4 separate regions of the Mus musculus genome follow, and all the other regions are linked to region 1. A link is a contact called in public HiChIP or PLAC-seq and promoter capture Hi-C data. All regions are on one chromosome and are shown on one strand. The core of a region is the stretch at or near the end of the contact, and the rest is flanking DNA. Distances in the headings are between cores, read along the strand shown.

What was found. Promoter capture Hi-C pulls out the DNA fragments that hold promoters and counts their contacts. HiChIP or PLAC-seq counts read pairs in DNA pulled down with a chosen protein or histone mark.
Region 2: a contact with region 1 is called in a promoter capture Hi-C map of hippocampal neurons, with 5 times the contacts expected there. The contact joins the promoter of Dnm1l here to the promoter of Abcc1 in region 1. A contact is called at or near these places in 1 of 39 promoter capture datasets (hippocampal neurons), 2 of 115 datasets of contacts at active chromatin or transcription factors (astrocytes and bone marrow-derived dendritic cells) and 1 of 9 other capture datasets (adipose tissue).
Region 3: an H3K27ac HiChIP or PLAC-seq map of bone marrow-derived dendritic cells shows a contact between it and region 1, with 7 times the contacts expected there. The contact joins the promoter of Yars2 here to the promoter of Abcc1 in region 1. A contact is called at or near these places in 3 of 39 promoter capture datasets (cranial neural crest, hippocampal neurons and pre-B cells), 2 of 115 datasets of contacts at active chromatin or transcription factors (bone marrow-derived dendritic cells and thymic regulatory T cells) and 1 of 9 other capture datasets (adipose tissue).
Region 4: a contact with region 1 is called in a promoter capture Hi-C map of second pharyngeal arch cranial neural crest, with 7 times the contacts expected there. The contact joins the promoter of Spidr here to the promoter of Abcc1 in region 1. A contact is called at or near these places in 3 of 39 promoter capture datasets (cranial neural crest, liver and second pharyngeal arch cranial neural crest) and 1 of 484 Hi-C or Micro-C datasets (B cells).

Annotation. Positions count from the first base shown.
Region 1 is chr16:14,360,003-14,362,918 of GRCm38.p6, forward strand. Abcc1 (ATP-binding cassette, sub-family C (CFTR/MRP), member 1) reads left to right here and starts at 1,556. Exons shown (of 31, transcript NM_008576.3): 1 at 1,556-1,641. The coding sequence starts at 1,594.
Region 2 is chr16:16,357,580-16,360,495 of GRCm38.p6, forward strand. Dnm1l (dynamin 1-like) reads right to left here and starts at 1,452. Exons shown (of 21, transcript NM_001360008.1): 1 at 1,185-1,452. The coding sequence starts at 1,286.
Region 3 is chr16:16,301,598-16,304,513 of GRCm38.p6, forward strand. Yars2 (tyrosyl-tRNA synthetase 2 (mitochondrial)) reads left to right here and starts at 1,368. Exons shown (of 5, transcript NM_198246.2): 1 at 1,368-2,150. The coding sequence starts at 1,387.
Region 4 is chr16:16,145,485-16,148,400 of GRCm38.p6, forward strand. Spidr (scaffolding protein involved in DNA repair) reads right to left here and starts at 1,367. Exons shown (of 20, transcript NM_146068.4): 1 at 1,261-1,367. The coding sequence starts at 1,293.

The sequences.
Region 1 (2,916 bases), core at 306-2,805:
TTCTTTCAGAAAGCCTTCTAGACTTTTACCTGAGCAGGCCTGGCCCCCTTGATCCTCTTTATCCCCTTCCTGGATCTTGCAACAGTTTCAAATACACTTTCCGATTATGAAAGCATGTCATTAAGATCTGTTGCCTTATCACTAAAACACATGAAAATACAGCTCCACTTTCCCGTCTGTCAGATCTGAGCATATTCCAGCTGCTAGCTTGCTAGAGCCTAGCAAGACTCCTGCTATACAGCAGATGCTCAATAAATATGGGTAACAGTGCATTGAGAATTGTTACCTGAAAGTAATTATCTTTAAAAAACTTATTCACAGAGGTAAAGAAACTTCCTGCCAAGCCTGATGACTTGAGTTAGCTCCCTGGAATCCACAAAGTTCCACAAAAAACAACTCTCCCAGGCTGTCCTGACCTCCACAAGCACAAGTTTATATACACACCCACACACATACACACATAGAAGTAAATGCTGTTACTACAACCACCACCTCCACCACCACCACCACCACCACCACCACCACCACCAAACTCTTATTCATACTGAGGGGGACCTGACTTGTGGTTGACCTTCAAAAATTGTTTATCTTACTCATTTTCTTTATTACTTTTTAAATTAAAATATTTTTTCAGGGGTATACATAGCTCAGCTGGTGGAGTGGTTCCTGCTGACAACAAAACCTAGGAGGAAGCCTGGGTTTTGTTGTCAGCGCCCCAGGTGGCTGGGGTAATAAGAAGTGGAGGAAAGGTGATGCACACCTTTAATCCCAGAGCTTGGGAGACAGAGGCAGGCAGATCTCTGAGTTCGAGGCCAGCCTGGTTTACAAATTGAGTTCCAGGACAGCCAGGGGCTTCATAGAGAAACTTCAGTCTGTCTTAAAAAAAAAAAAAAAAAAAATGGAGGCAGAGGGGCTCACAAGTTCAGGGTCATTCATCCTCTACTACATAGTGCTTTAGAGGCCAGATTTAGTTATTATATGAAACCCTGTCCCCAAATTCCTCATACCAAGTAATAAGGAAATGAGTTATTTCCTGGCTGCACTCAGAATGGGAGAAATTCCCAGGGTGCTTTGCAGACCATGGAGGAGGGGTGGCAAACTGGTGTTCAGGATGGAGATCTCAGTGTTTAGAATGGATTCATAGGGCTCCTGATTCAAACGAACTACACTTCTACTCGTTGAGGGACTCTGAGCGAATTTCCTCACCTTTCTGAGCCTCAGTTTCCTTATCTGTTCTCTTTCCTTTCTTGGGAGCTCACATCCATATCCCTCCAGGTGCAACTGAAGGAAAAAGCCCTAAAATCACGCAAGCACCGAGCGTTCTCCCGCAGCGGGGGGCCAGCGGTACAGTTAGGGTCACCTGGGATGAAGCCCAGGTGTGGAGGGCCCAGTGCGGGGTTCTTCCGGGCCGTGTCGGCTTTAGGAGCCGCCAGTGAGTGGGAGCTGCAGACGAGGCCTGCAGGCCCAGGCCAGGGCAACTCGTGGCCGTGCTCGCTCCCACGCGCGGGGCGGGGCGGGGTGGGGCGGGGCTGCATCCCGGTGACGCGGGCCAACCGCGCGGCGCTGCGCCTCCTCGCTCAGCCGGCCGCCCGCATGGCGCTGCGCAGCTTCTGCAGCGCTGATGGCTCCGATCCACTCTGGGTAAGGTGGTGGGCCGCGGGGGACGGCGCGGGGGCGACCGGGGACTCGGAGGACGTGGGGGGACGCTGGGACGCGCGGACCCAGCTGCTCCCCTAGCCGGAGCCCTGCTCTGCTTACGCGGGGATTCGCCACCCGGGCCCCGGCGTAGCCGCCGCTCTCTTACTCTGGGGACCGGGTTCCGGGAGAGCTGGGTGTGTGCGGGGAGGTGCCTCTGTGCTTTGGGGTTCTGCCATCGGGAAGGGACGCCAGATCTGGAGGCAGCAAATTGGGGATTTTCTGTGTTTTGTGGGGGTAGGATCTCCGTTTACCGCGCACACACTATCATAGAGCACCGTGCAGGAGCCCAGACTCTAGAAAGGGACTTCCCATCGCTTGTGTTGGGGTTCCCCACTGTTTGTTTTACCTCTCGTTTACTCTGGCTTCATGTTTTTTTTTCTCATCCTCTCTCCTTTCTGCCTAAATGCTATCAGGGAACTTTAAGGAAATAAGGAAAAGCCAAGAGAGGGGAGAAGGGCCTTTCTGTCTCTTTTTGTAGGTTTGGGGTGCAGTGGAAAATGCCCTGGACTCTGTAACCAGGAGAGTGCCTTCTACTCTGAGTCAGAGAGACTCCGCTGCTCTGGGGATGTCCCGGGGACTTCAGGCCCTCTCCAGGTAGCTTTCTTGTGAAATGATCCTAGGCTGGGTTCCCTGGCTGACTGCTCTAATCTCCAGTGCTTGTGTATTTCGTGTTCCTGTAATGCTGTTCCTGTAATGCGATTTGCCTGTTATTCCAGAACACTCCTGCATCACATTGTCCTGATTATTAGTGACTACAATAGGAAACCCTGGACACAATGACTTTTCTTTTTGTTTGAGAAACAAGAAAAACATCCCTGTTTCTTAGCAGCTGATGGTTAGCGCCCACAAGTATTTGTTCTGTTTTGTGGTACCTCCGTGATAGACTGCATTAGGAATGATGACCCCTGAAGGCCCCCTGGGAGACTTTTGGGTGAGGAGGGTGCCAATTTTGGTTGAGAAACTTACCATACTTGGATAAATGGTTCATTTTAAAGCCAAGAGGTTGGAGGTTTCTCCAGAGCTGGAAACAGAGCTTGTGATTTACATTCGGGAGTCTGCAAGAGATAGGTGCCTGTTTGCCACACAGGAACACTGTGTGTCCTCTACCCTTGTGCCAAGTGTAGAGACAACGAGGTTATTTTGCAAGAACTCAGGGGGATCTGGGTCACTAACATGGGTGCTGGAGTATTTCCTGAATTTCTTTTTTCTCTTATGGTG
Region 2 (2,916 bases), core at 202-2,701, 2.0 Mb after region 1:
CTGGTTTCCAGCACCCACATGGCATCTCACAATCATTTGTAACTCCAGTTTCGGGGATCATATACTTTCTTCTAACCAGCACCAGGGAAAACACTCACATCATAAAAATTAAAAAAAAAAAAAATTCTGGGCATGGTAGTTTTTCAGTCAAGGGAGCTGAAGCAGGGGGAGTGCTATGAGTTTCAGCCAATTCAGGTAACAAGGTAAATTCTTAGCCAGCTTGAAGTACAGAGTAGGGCTCATCTCAAAAACAATTCTCGCCAGGTGTAGTGGCACACGCCTTTAATCCCTGCACTCGGGAGGTTGAGGCAGGCGGATTTCTGAGTTCGAGGCCAGCCTGGCCAAAGTGAGTTCCAGGACAGCCAGGGCTATACAGAGAAACCCTGTCTCGACGCCCCCCCCCCAAAAAAAAACAAAAACAAAAACAAAACAAAACAATTCTCCCCAGGAGGATAGAGGCACTGAATGGTCTTCCAGAAGTCAATTCCCAGCAACCACATGGTGGCATGGTGGCTCACAACCATCCATAATGGGATCTGATGCCCTCTTTTGGTGTGTCTGAAGACAGCGACGGCGTACTCACAAACATTAAAACAAACAAAACCAACAAAAAACGCCCTCCTCCCCTAAAGTTCTGTTGCTCCTCTTCAGTTCAAAGCAGGCATTTTTTTAAAAAATGAAACTCACATATCTCTGCTATTCTAGATATCTATTCAACATTCTTTCATACAAAATTTGGACTTATCGCCAATACCCCACATAAGGCCTGAGAACCTTATACCAAATTTGGGTCACAGTAACAAAATTACAAACACCAAAGTCATGGTGCTCCTTCCTAACTTTAGGCCTCCAACTACACCCGGGATTTTCTTTTAATCTTATTTTTACTTTGTAATAGCTCCGTGGGCCACCGACTCACCACTAGCTTGCTGCCTGTCTGCTCACAGCAACTCCTGAGTCCGTCGCGTCCTCAGCGGCCGGAAGGAAGCGACAGCCGCCCACACGCCCGCCCGCGCGTCCCCCGAGTGCCCTTGGGCCAAGCCGCGCCGGGCTGTAGGCTGCAGGGCCACTCAGTCCCGCTGAGCGCCCGGGAGCAGAGCGGAGCGCCGAGCTGCCGGCCTCCTCCTGGCGACACCTGCAGGCCTGCGGCCGAGCCAGGCCTCGCAATCGCGGCCTCATCTTACCTGCGTTCCCACTACGACGATCTGAGGCAGCTGGATGATGTCCGCACCCACTGTGTTGAAGACGTCCTGCAGCTTATTGATGACCGGGATCAGCGCCTCCATGACCCCCGAAACACTGGACCCCCAACCCAGCAGGCCACTGCAATGAATGGGGACTCGACCCACAGCCCGCTTGCTTCCTCTTCTCCTCCGCCCTTTCCTCGGGAGCCCGCACCCATTGGGCCGGGCCAGCACCCAGCCCGCTCCCGGCAGGCCACGCGCCACGACAGAGGTGGGCGCGCAAAGGCTGCCGGGAGATGTAGTTCAGGCTGAGTGGAACGCGAAGGCCTATTCTAGAAGGTTTCAGGTATCGACCTGAACTGGGCGGGTAAGGAAGCTGAGACCGTGAATCTGAGTCTACTATAGTCAAAATGCTAGCTAACAGCTAGATGAATAATGATTGTTAGAGTGTTATGTATGAGTATGCCTCCAGGAGTTGGGACACACCAATTTTATGGACAACCATGGAAGACTTAGACAAAAGGTTAACAAGGTCTGTACTACATAGTGAAATCCTGTGTTTATAAGAAGGGATAGAGTCGCCGGGCAGTGATGGCGCATGCCTTTATCCCAGCACTTGGGAGGCAGAGGCAGGCGAATTTCTGAGTTCGAGGCTAGCCTGGTCTACAGAATGAGTTCCAGGACAGCCAGGGCTACACAGAGAAACCCTGTCTCGAACCCCCCCCCCCTTCCAAAATAGGGATAGAGTCTATTAATTAACCAATGTCATTTCCTTATGAGAAGTACTACTTTATGAAGAGCAATCAAGGAAACTATAGGAAAACTTAAAAGAATGTCTCCAGACATTTCTACCGCTCCAGCCTACCCACCAAGAGAGTTTATCTGGTCAAAGTTCTGAGAGTGAATGATAAGCCCTTAGAACTAGACATTCGTATCACACACACCAACTACGACTTAAGGTACAATGCAGAAATGAAGGCAGAAAGAATATAAGAAACCAAGGATTGAGCAGCTGTCATCTACTTACAAAGCTGTAGTTGTAGCCTGAATACATAGCACTATATACCTGCACAAGATTGGGCCCTCCAGCTATCTATCATAGAAACAGGAGGTGCCCATGAAGCTCCATTCTTTCTAAAGGAGCAGTAACTGTGAATGTTTGCTGGAGTTGGGGATTAGCTTTTTCTATTAGTATACCCACTAGGACTAATAGGTGGGAAGAAGGAGTCCTAGAAAGGAAGGGGGAATATCAGAGGGTAATGAGGGTACCAAAATAATCACAATATACTGGATTTTAAGACTGTTAAACATAAATAAAACAGTAACTCAGAGCCACAAACTCCCCAGCCTGAGAGGAGTGAAAAGCCAAGCAAAACTTGTTGCTATCTATTCATGATAGCCATGAGCACTCATAGTCACAAAGTTGTGGATTGTATAACTGGAGGGGTTACTTACCATTCACCTGCAACATATGCCATAGGAGACAGGCTTTACTGTTCAGAACACAGATGGTGGCTGGTTAATAAGTTTTGAAAAACACATAAATGAAAGACTCTGAAGATCCAGAAGTGATTTTTGGACATCTTGGCAAATGTTGTGACCTTCCCTTTTGTCTTTTAAAAACAAAGATTTCAGAATCCAAAACCAAGTGCAGCAGCATATATGTAACCTCAGACTGAGAAGGCAGAGGCAAGAGTCAGCTCTATTGTCTCCATAGTGAGCTCCAGCCTAG
Region 3 (2,916 bases), core at 118-2,617, 1.9 Mb after region 1:
GCTTCCAGGTTCTCTCAGCATCCCTAAGTCTCTACCTGGCATACCCTATCCCCAACCCTGTACATTCCAGCCCAGGGGATGGGCTGCCCTTCCCTCAGACGCTCTTTGCTATACAATCTACACATTTTGCTCTCTCTCTCTCTCTCTCTCTCTCTCTCTCTCTCTCTCTCTCTCTCCCCACCCCCTGCCACAAGCCCTTTCTCCCCCCCCCCATGGCGACCCCCCCTGGCCTCAATTCTAGGGGGACAGTAAATCTGCTTTATAATCTAATCTGGTTTGAATTGGCTCATTTTACCGGAGAAAGGACCTATCAAGAGGCACCACCCACAGTGAGCTGGTCCCTTCCACATCAATCACTGATCACCACTGGCTTGTTCATAGGCCACATTGGTTGAGGGCATTTTCTCAGTTTAAGTACCTCAATGACTCTAACTTTGTCAACTTGGCATAAAACTAGCCAGCACACCTCTACTGCAACTTACTCCTGGCTCAATTGTTCTCTGTCTCCCTCCATAACCCCTACTTCTCTCACAATGGTAGGTGATGGCCACAAATGGCACATTCTCAATAATGCTACTCCACATAAATCAGGGAGTTTTGAAAGTATGGCCCACGTCTACTCATATATGGAAATGTCAGAATAAATTCATTATTTTGTACAATTTGTGTACGCTAATTAAAATGTTTAAAGAAAATTAGTCAGAATCTACAATGGGACTTGGGGGCTGGCTCACCTGCCATACAATTGCAAATGAGAGTCCTCATCCTGGTGAGAGGATTCCTAAAAGCACCTAATATGTTATGACTTTGAATGACTCCAGTTTTTGTTATACTAAACACAGGGAGTTCTTTCCTGTTTTGACTTTCCTCTTGCTAGGAGGAGACTGCCACCTTCAGGACACCCACTAATGACGTGTGTGTGTGTGTGTGTGTGTGTGTGTGTGTGTGCGCGCGCCTGCCTGCCTGCCTGTACTGTGACGAGGCTCTCATTAACTGGGGAAACTGGTACAAAGAAATTTCGTCTCCACTCCACTCCGAGTTCTTTCTACAGGTCCAAGACTTATGGGACTTGAGCATCACAGCTTTTGCATGATCATTTAAACGACAGTAAACATTTGTCGAGCGCTTACTACACCGCCAAGTGCTTTCACCACAGCTGTGAGACAGGAAGTACTATCACGACATCCTCACTGAGAAAACGGGAATGAAATGATAGAGGAACAGCGGGGGCCGCAAGACGGAACTCAGTCGGTCCACATTCCAGGACTGCCTACAGCACCAAAGCCTAACAGGCCTCCCGCTACGCCCGAGCATGCGTAGAGAGACACCGAGGCGCCCGCGGTCGCAGGGCGACAGAGGTCCAGCATGCCTTGCGTGTCCCGCAAGATGGCGGCGCCCATGCTGAGGCGCCTGTGCCGCGTTCCGCAGTCCCTGGTCTGGCTACGAGGGTCGCGTGCGGTGCGCCCGGGCGCGCGGGGAATGCTGGTGGCACCGAGGGCCCGCGGCTTGTTCAAGGAGTTCTTCCCCGAGAGCGGCACGAAGACAGAGCTCCCCGAACTCTTTGACCGCCGCAGGGCGGGCTCGTCCCCCCAGACGGTGTACTGCGGCTTCGACCCCACGGGCGACTCGCTCCACGTGGGGCACCTGCTAACTCTGTTGGGGCTCTTCCACTTCCAGCGAGCCGGCCACAACGTGATCGCGCTCGTGGGAGGCTCCACGGCCCTCCTGGGGGACCCCAGCGGCCGGACCAAGGGGCGCGAGGCGCTGAGCGCCGAGTGCGTGCGGGCCAACGCGCACGCCCTGCGGCGAGGGCTCGAGGCCCTGGCGGCCAACCACGCGCGCCTCTTCGCGGACGGCCGGCCCTGGGGCTCTTTCACGGTGCTGGACAACGCGGCCTGGTTCCAGGAGCAGCACCTGGTGGATTTCCTGGCCACGGTGGGCGGCCACTTCCGCATGGGCACTCTGCTGAGCCGGCTGAGCGTGCAGTCGCGTCTCAAGAGCCCCGAGGGCATGAGCTTGGCGGAGTTCTTTTACCAGGTGCTCCAGGCCTATGACTTCTACTACCTTTTCCAGCACTATGGATGCCGGGTCCAACTGGGCGGATCAGATCAGTTGGGCAACATCATGTCTGGCTACGAGTTCATCCACAAGTAAGCTGGAATTGTTAGAGCCTACGGAAACCCGGGGACGAGTATACAGAAGTAGTGTGTTATTCGTTAGGAAGATTGTAAGTTAGAGCTGGGAGTTAGAGCTGCTGGAAGCAGACCGATATTCAAGATTTGGATTGTGTCTGTTTTCCCTAAGTCGCCTTTAGTTTCTTTAGAAATTGTTATTTATCCTGAAAATAATTGGACTTCTGTTTAGAACCGTGTGCACTAATTTAGCTTTTCGCCTCCATAAAGATTTTCACAGCGTTTTCTTTTTTTAAAGATTGATTTATTTATGTATGAGTGCTCCATCTCTATGTAACACCTGCATGCCAGAAGAGGGCACCAAATTCTTATATTATATCCCACATGGTTGCTGGGAATTGAACCCAGGATCTCTGGAAGAACCACTGAGCCACCTCTCCAGTCCTCACAGTTTTCTTGAGGAACATAGATTATATGGCTGGTTCGTGTGCTACACGACAAAACTCATTTAAAAATATTAAAAGCCACCTTCTAAATGTACCTCCTGGTATCCTTTCGCCCAACTTTGTCATTTTTCTACCTGATCCTTCAAAAATCAAGTCCTGTTGACCTGCTCAGGTGCATTCCTCAATTGCACTTAAGCACGACACATGTAGATATAAAATGCGTGTTTTTATGGTTCTTGAGGACCTGAGTCCAGACTGAGAAAGGGTTTTAAAAACATATAGTAAGTAACCAGACTTAAATGTGTACTGTGCTTGGTGGAACTAATTGTGCCTAACAG
Region 4 (2,916 bases), core at 117-2,616, 1.8 Mb after region 1:
AGTTCCAGGTCAGCCAGGGCTATACAGAGAAACCCTGTCTCAAAAAACCAAAAAAAAAAAAAAAAAAAAAAAGAAGAAGAAGAAGAAGAAGAAGAAGAAAGAAAGAAAGAAAAGAAAAGAAAAGAAAAGAAAAGAAAAGAAAAGAAAAGAAAAGAAAAGAAAAGAAAAGAAAAGAAAAGAAAAGAAGCCGGGCGTGGTGGCGCACGCCTTTAATCCCAGAACTCGGGAGGCAGAGGCAGGAGGATTTCTGAGTTCAAGGCCAGCCTGGTCTACACAGAGAAACCTTGTCTCGAAAAAAAAAAAAAAAAAAAAGTTGTTGAGAATAGGCACAAAGTCAAAATTTGGAGCTGGGCAGTTAGGAGAAGTGAATGAGCAGCTATAAGAGTGAATCAGGACTTTAGGGACGCTTAAATAAATGTATACAGTTAGCAAGGGTATCGAGGGCTGCAAGAACTAATTTATGTTAGATGTAGAAATGTTTTAATTCCTTGATTTTTTCATCTTTTAGTCTTCCTGAAATTTAAATTAGTCTTTTAAATCATAAGTTATACGTGCTTTTACTCTCTAAATAAGTTACAAAGTTCACAGTGTCATCTTTCAAGGCTATCTGAGAAATAAGTACGAATGGTAGTGTTAAGGGAGTTTAGCATTTAGTGAAAGGAAGAGCAGGTGAGGGAATGAAGCACCGTTTGCTGTTCTAAATTTTGAGTATTATGAAATAATCATCTGTAAGTGAGGAACTTTGAAAAGGCAAAATATGATCCAAGAGAAACACAATGTCGGAGAAATGTAGAGGATCGCTTAAATTTCATCCATGTAACAGTTCCTACAACAGTGCCTACAGTATACAGGGACTGCGGGAGACACGGGAGAAGCACGCCTCTCAGAAAGTTTAGGCGGGAAAGCAAAGTGTAGCAAAAGATGCCTGGGACAGAAGAGATACTCCAATACCCACTACTGTCTTGGTGTGTTAAGCAACAAAATAAAACGGAGGCAAATGAACTGCCAGACGCCAGCTCACACTCACTCCGAATCAATTCGTCCTCCCTGTCAGCCACCCACCCGCTTGGTTCCCAGGACCATTCAGCAGACCTGGGCAGAGGCAGAGCGAGGGAACCCTGCCTAGACCGACCGCCACCAACGGGCTCGTGCCGGTCAGACTGGGCGCACCAGCTCCCTTCACCGGACCAGGGACAGGCACGAGAAGCCCACAGAGGTTACACGCCCGCCCTCTGCTTTCATAGCAACAGCACAGCGTACCTTGGACGTGCCGGGGCGGCGGGCTCCAGACATCTCCTACGTGCACAGTCTTCCTGCTCGCCGCCCCATCCGGAAGCCGCCCATCACGCGCCCCGCCCCCTTCCCTCTGGCGACGCCCCTTCCCGCGCCCCGCCCCCTTTCCTCCGGAGACGCCCCTTCCCGCGCCCCGCCCCTTGCGAAAGCCGTCGTCTCAAGTTCCACGGGCTCAAACTGAGGGAGCTGCTGTCTAGGCTCTTCCTCTCGCTCTTTAGGGAGCCTGAGAGCTGATCTACAGGTCATCCTCTCTCCTAGCTAAGCAAAGCCTTAGAGCAGTAACCAGTGATGTGTTAGAATAGCGGGTCACCAAGAAGCACACTAGGCCCAGGCAGTTCAACGTGAAGAGGTTTTATTGAGAGGGAGAGATAAGGGAGTGGCAGAGAGAGAAGAGAAGAGAGCGAGGAGGGGGTGTTCTCCTTATTTATATGGAAAATGATGTAACACAAGTAAGGGTGGGAGGTGAGCCAAGTGAGTTCTGGGATATGGTGGTCGTTGGCTTGGCAGCCGTAAACTAGAATTCAATAATTATTGTTAATTAGTAATAAAACATAAGTAAGCCAGGAAAAGGAATAGTACTTCTCTAACTAATGAGGAATTCTTAAATATAAAATTCATAAATATCAAGAGCAAAGATTTCCTATTTAAAAAAAAAAACTATAGGAACACTAGTTGGATTTGTTATAAAGTAGGTTTCACATACTATAGATCTGGGAAAAGCCAGAGAGCTTACATTCTTAAATTTCTAGATGCTGGTTCAGGGAACATTTTAATGTGGAAGATGAAGCCGTTCCTTGGATGTTTTAAAGCGCTAGGACATAGTTGTCTATGTATGTTCAAACCAGCAGGACAGAGAGCTGCTACTTGAGTGGAAACTGGATTAACAGGGTTTCTAGTGTCGAAAAAAACACTAAATAAGTCCTTGTCAAGAATGTGTTTGCATGGGACTTAAGTAGAAACTAGATTAGCGGAGGCATATTCTATAAAGATATATATTGAAGAAAATATTAAATAAACTATATTGTTGAAAACTTGGAGTGGACAATGGAAAGGATTCTCAGAAAGTTGTATTTACAGATGTGTACAGAAGAGGAGCTTAGAGCCTGGGTGGTGACTTTATTCTCTAACTGAAAGATAGGCAGAGTGGGAAACAAGGCCCTTAATGAATTAAAAATACTACTGCAAGTGGAGCAGTTTTTGATATGCCATTCTGCAAAGGGGGACTACAGCATAGGAGAAAAAAGGACAAAATGACTGGCTTACTGACGTAACACAAGACAGTGGGGTTTTCTGTCTGCTTTGGGTTTCTGTTTGTTTCTTCCACTGGTTAGCTTGTTTGTTTGTGTTTGTTGAGACAGGGTCTCTCACTACTTAGCCCTGACTATCCTAGAACTTACAGTGTAGACCAGGCTAGCCTCAACTCAGAGATTTTCCTGTCTCTGCCTCCTGAGTGCTGAGATTACTGCTGTGCACTACCGCACATGGCAAAATAATATTTGTTTTGTTGTTGTTTGTTTGTTTTTAAAGTCCGAGTTGCAAAAAAAAAAAAAAATCCTGCCCTTCTTTTCCCATGGGCTGATATTTTAGAGAATTACAATTTTCCCAAATTCCCAAAAGTAGTGA